2 separate regions of the Mus musculus genome follow, and region 2 is linked to region 1. A link is a contact called in public HiChIP or PLAC-seq data. All regions are on one chromosome and are shown on one strand. Each heading gives the region's core, a stretch centred on a gene start, on an enhancer-like site or on the middle of the called end of the contact. The rest is flanking DNA. Distances are from core to core; before and after follow the strand shown.

Region 1 (2,700 bases), core at 36-2,535:
AGATCCCAGGCATCCGGTTACCTTGCTCTTATCCAACCTTCAAGCACACTTTATCATTTCTTCTGACTGACTGTTTGATCCACTAGAATAAAGCCTCCATAAGCAAGGGCCGGCTTGTCTGCTGTGTCCTCAAGTGCCTGGGACTTTCCGTTGATTTTCAGTACTCAGTGACTGACCATTCAAGTGAATGCCATCTATTTCAAGGTCAGCACTTTAACAGGCGGCACTTATACATCGTCCAAAGATGGGGCTCACATCTGTGTGGTCAGCCTTTGTATGACATAAAAGCCTTCCCTTGAGAAGAAGCCCGATTTCCAGAAATCGAAACGCAGGTTTCAGACATTGATTACTTCCCAGTGTCCTTAGTGTGGGACCGCCCACTCTATCATGTTTGGCTAAAGCTGAACTTACATTTCTGGTATTTCTTATTCAGCTGAGAAAGTGCGGACCACGAGGCTTCTTACCCCTGCCCCACAGTCATTAATTACCTCAGAGTCCTGCCACTGTGACAAGAAAGCTGAAGAAAGTTTAAAAGGTTTGCCACACCTCACAGTTCAGAGCTCAAAGCCCACAGCCGGGTAGCCTGATGCTTCGGGGCCGGGTCAAGGCCGAAGGGACCCTTGGAAGAAAGCTGCTCACTTTGAAGTAGCCAGGAAGCAAAGTGGGGCCAGGGAGCGGGGCGGTGGGGAGGAAGGGGCCAGTGTTCAATCCCCTTCAAGGACATAACCCTATAATCAACTTTCTGCCGTGTCCCTCACACAAACATCCCCCCACTGCCCCATACATAGCACTAGTGGCTGGGGACAAAGCCTTTAAAAGCCTGCGGGTGTTTAGGGGACATTTCAGATCAAGCCGAAACAATCTCTCTGGAAGTTTCTTCCCACTGAGGTTCTACTTGGATCCCCTCCATCATCGGGATCCCACCTGGGTGCAGATCACCCTTCTCCATTTGTTTCCTTGCTTGCGGTCTGTCTTCTCCCACTGGAGCAGAACAGCAGGGCAGGGGCTGGTCCAGTTCATCTCGGTGGCCTCAGCTCCTCATGGCTGCTTTAACTCTAACTGAACTGTTGTGAGGAGGCAGGAGGCAGGCAGGAGGAGAAACACTCACGCCACAGTTTATTGACTTCTATTAGACAAGAATATTTAGAGGTAGGTATTACTATGATCTTTAAAACACCTTAATTCCACTGAAAGAGCCTCTGAACCACTCCCAATTCAATCCATTCCTTAGAAACAGTATCTCCAACACCCAGGCGGACACCCAGGCACATGGCTGCCTCTGGCATGCAGATTCAGAGCTCCAGAATAGCGGGCCAATTCTTCCAAGCTCTCTGCTGCCGTGCATACATACATACCATCTGGGTTGCTCAGTAAGCGATGCTTTCTGGATCCACTGAAGAAGATTTCCTGTCAGGGCCTGTGCGTGATGAGACTATGGGCTGAGTCACTTCTCCTAATGGTCCTGCTTCCATTACTTCTGGGTTATGGCCAGGTCTAACTTTTTAAGGACAGCAGGGTAGGCAAAATTAAGTCTTAGTGAATGTGTATGTGCATATGTATGTATGTATATACACACACATACACACACACACACACACACACACACACACACACACACACACATATACATATGAAGAAAGAAAGCAAAGCCGAGCAGACCAAGAGCTGGGATATAGTTCAGTGGTAGAGCACTTGCCCTAGCTTATAAAAATCTCTGGATTCACTCCCACCCGACTCCCACCCCCACCCAATCACACAGACAAAAGACCACACTTCCAGAAAGCTGTGTTTTCTGACTTCTGTAAGTTTAGTGGAGCCTGGTCCTCTGTGTGTCTTCATAGACTAGTGATACCATGTCTTTCTGACCAGTCCCTTGGGTGTGAGTATTGGTTGGCATAATTAAAATGACTCTTAAAAAGTGTTATGCTGCCGGGCGGTGGTGGCGCACGCCTTTAGTCCCAGCACTTGGGCGGCAGAGGCAGGCAGATTTCTGAATTTGAGGCCAGCCTGGTCTACAGAGCAAGTTCCAGGACAGCCGGAACTACACAGAGAAACGCTATGTCAAAAAAACAAAAAAAAAGGGGAAAAAAAAGTGTTATGCTTGGAAGGAAAACAGAACTTTCTCTTCCTATTAGTCCAGGTTAAAATACCTGGGTGTTCCCTGCTTGGCACGTTAGACTTTGGTCTGATCTGCTGAGAACATTTTACACCATGGCTTCTTTTGAAATGATTTTGGGTAAGAATGCCTTTGAATTTTAGCAGACGCTAAGTTTTGCTTCCCAACTTATCGTCTATCCTAAGCTTAAGTTTCTAACTTTAAAATGGCAGGCAAAATTTGTTAATAAAGCATTCAACCAACCCATAAACTATATCATAGGAAGGTGGCTAGGGGTCAACCATAGAGATCTTGCGGAGGGAGAGGGAGGGGGAGGGGGAGGGGGGAGGGGGGAGAGCTGAGTGGACATTCACATCTACATATGTGTATGTGAATGTAGAGGCTGGAAATTGACATCAAGTGTTTTCTTTAGTTACACTTTTATTTTGAAAAACAGTCTCCCTGACTTAACTCAGAACTCATTGACTTGGTTAGACTGGCTTGTCTTCAAACCAAGCATCCCTCTGTGTCTGTCTCCCCAGCACTGGGTGGGGTTACAGGAGGTGCCTTTGCTTCAGCAGAGTGTGCACACACGTGACACACAC
Region 2 (2,700 bases), core at 147-2,646, 500 kb before region 1:
GTATAAGCTTGACCAGGTCTTCTCTATTAGAAGAAAATGAAGATTACTTCGTCATATTTCTTGCTAAGAAATCCTTCCTACAGATCTCTCCCATTCCTGGAAAATGGTTGATTCTCTGAAAAATAAAAAGGTAAATATTAACATTTAATGAATCAATGAATAGACTTGTATACTGCAACACATCACAAAATATCTGAGACTTATGTTCTAATAAATTGGAAATTATTAATGTAAAGGATTTAAAATTAGATGGCTAGTGACTTATGAAATTAAAAAATATGATAATCAGTGAATAAAACTATAAAATTTTTATCAAATCTGGAAAAGACATTACAAAGATAATAAAGTTCTAATGTTCTGTGTTGGATAGGTGACAATTTAATATCCAAATTGCTTTTGGAATAATAGAATACAGGCATTGATAACATGGGACTTAAAATATTTACTCCATCTGGTCTACTATGTATTCTTAGAATCTAAGCAATGAAGAAGATGAGGGGAGGGAGGAAGAGGAGAGAGGGAGAAAGGAAGGGGAGGAAAGGAGAGGAGGAGGGAGGGAAGGGAATGAAGGGGAGGGGGAAGGAGGGGAGAGGAAGGAAAGGGGAGGGAAGGAAGGAGAGAAGGAGGGAGGAAGGGAGGGAGGAAAGGAGGGAAGGAGAGAGGGAGGGAGGGAGGAGGAGAGAGGAAGGGGAAGAAGGGAGGGAGGGTAAGTAGCAAACATCGATTGCTTTGGATCCCTTGTAGGTTTTTCAATTTGCTTTCCATTTCTTCTAAACACATTTGTACTGCACTATAGATGTAAAAGTCAGACTAATGGAGCTGAAGCTATAAGGTCTTTGTCCACTAAGACAATCCATTCCCTGTCACTCATCTTAAGGTGTACATAACTCAAAGCATCAACTTAGAATTTTTCCCTGTTGATCCATCTTTAAAGAAAAAAGCTAAAGGTTGAGTTTGGAAATGACACGGGCTTAATGCAAAGAGTCAGCACAGCCAGCGAGCAACGAGACAGGCGGCCCAGGGAACTCAGAACTGAAAGCTAATATGTGGACAGATTAAGAAGCTAAATAAAACCATGACGGAAGTGGTGGAAGTGGTGTGACTTTCTCCCCGATGCTGACTGTCAGTCCCCACCTGGTAGTTCTGCAGGTCTGTAATCTTCTCCTGCTGAACAGCAGCATCACACCAGATAAGATTGCTTGTCTCATCTTCATCAGGAGTTTTCATAAATCCCATCTCATCTATTACTAAACGAACTGAAAAGAGACGATTACATCAAACCTGAGCCAGAACACCTTAAAGACATTCACAATGGAAATGCACATGCGTATACCCACAGTGTTCCAGGTGCAGACTGGCCCCACTCCTTATAGCATAAGCTCATTACCAGTGACGGCACTTTTACCAAATTGCTCTCCACAGAAGCTGGGAACTGAATTAGGTTGCACCAAAAAGCCTTAGTCATAGTCCTGCGCAATTTCCCAAAACACAGCACTTGCAGAGGGTTTAGAGAGTGACTTTAGTACAGTAAAAACACAGAGACAGCTGATATAACTCTACACAGGTACATTCACCCTCAGGGCTTCCCCAACACCTGGGACTGGGTATAAAATTGGAAAGGTAAAAATACCCTTGACCATCAGATCTGCCCTGTGCCTTTCACCCTTCCTGTCAACAAGTCAGCTCTGTTTCCTCAGAGTAGGAAGCACTGAAACAGAATTCACAGGGGACTTGGAGATTGGATCTCTACTGCCCCAACCCTGAGATCCCACTGAAAAAAAGATTACTCTTGGGGTATCCTTTTGAGCACAAAACACATGTGCTCCTCTTAGGCCTAGATGTTACAGTTAGTATACTGGCATTTTTCTTTCAACAAGTTTTGAGTTTAAATTTAAGACGAGTGATACAGTTGGGGTAGCATTTGAGTGAGTGCCAGTGAATTCTGAGTTCTAAAAGAAAAGTATATCTACATGCCAGTGCTTACAAGTTCCATTATTTAATGTTTCCTTTATACCATGATCCGCTAATATTTGAGAAGAGATGGGAATTGTGTGGCTGACTTTGATCAGGTGTAAAACTGATAATCAGGCACAGCTGATCTCAAATCCTAGGGGCTCTTGGCTATTTGTTAGATAAACAACTGGTTTTATATGCAGTGAGGCCTGGAATATACTTAAAGAAGCCCTGAGACCATCTGTGGTGGTTTGAACATTCTTGGCCCATAGGAAGTGGCACTGTTAGGAGGTGTGGCCTTATTGGAGGAAGTACATCACTGTGGGGGTGGGCTTTGAGGCTCCTATGCCCAGACTCGTCCCAGTCCTCCTAGCTGCCTACAGAAAGAGTCTCCTTCTGCCTGTCTTTGGATCAAGATGTAGAATTCTTGGCTCCTCCAGCACCATGTCTTCCTGCAGGCTGCCACACTTCCCACCATAATGATAATGGACTGAACATCTGAAACTGTAAGCCAGCTCCACTTAAATGTTTGCCTTTATAAGAGTTGTCTTGGTGATGGTGTCTCTTCACAGCCATGGAAATCCTAACTAAGACACCATCTACATGAGTTCAGGGAGCTGCTTTCTAAGAGCAGCAGGATGAAGCTTGGGGCTATATTGATATCCTGTTTCTTCAAGTACATACACAAGGCGTTCATGTCATGATGGCCTCCTCAGGGCTCCGCTGTCTGTGTGCCATTTGGACACA

Evidence for each region. HiChIP or PLAC-seq counts read pairs in DNA pulled down with a chosen protein or histone mark.
Region 2: an H3K27ac HiChIP or PLAC-seq map of SST interneurons shows a contact between it and region 1, with 4 times the contacts expected there. The contact joins two enhancer-like sites. A contact is called at or near these places in 14 of 39 promoter capture datasets (the 3T3-L1 cell line, 3T3-L1-derived adipocytes, the C10 cell line and 9 more), 2 of 484 Hi-C or Micro-C datasets (both in bone marrow-derived macrophages), 4 of 115 datasets of contacts at active chromatin or transcription factors (SST interneurons, embryonic basal ganglia, embryonic hindbrain and 1 more) and 2 of 9 other capture datasets (liver and macrophages).

Annotation. Positions count from the first base shown.
Region 1 is chr3:146,398,051-146,400,750 of GRCm38.p6, reverse strand. No RefSeq gene overlaps it. Among named protein-coding and RNA genes, the nearest start is that of Ssx2ip, 5.2 kb to the left of the region's middle. Within about 2 kb of position 1,285, at least 14 of the 459 cell types and tissues checked have an H3K27ac peak or open chromatin away from gene starts, as enhancers often do. A contact at or near this core is called in SST interneurons, where this site is marked.
Region 2 is chr3:146,895,162-146,897,861 of GRCm38.p6, reverse strand. Ttll7 (tubulin tyrosine ligase-like family, member 7) reads right to left here. Exons shown (of 21, transcript NM_001357217.1): 4 at 1,135-1,256; 5 at 48-115. Among named protein-coding and RNA genes, the nearest start is that of Ttll7, 44 kb to the right of the region's middle. Within about 2 kb of position 1,396, at least 6 of the 459 cell types and tissues checked have an H3K27ac peak or open chromatin away from gene starts, as enhancers often do. A contact at or near this core is called in SST interneurons, where this site is marked.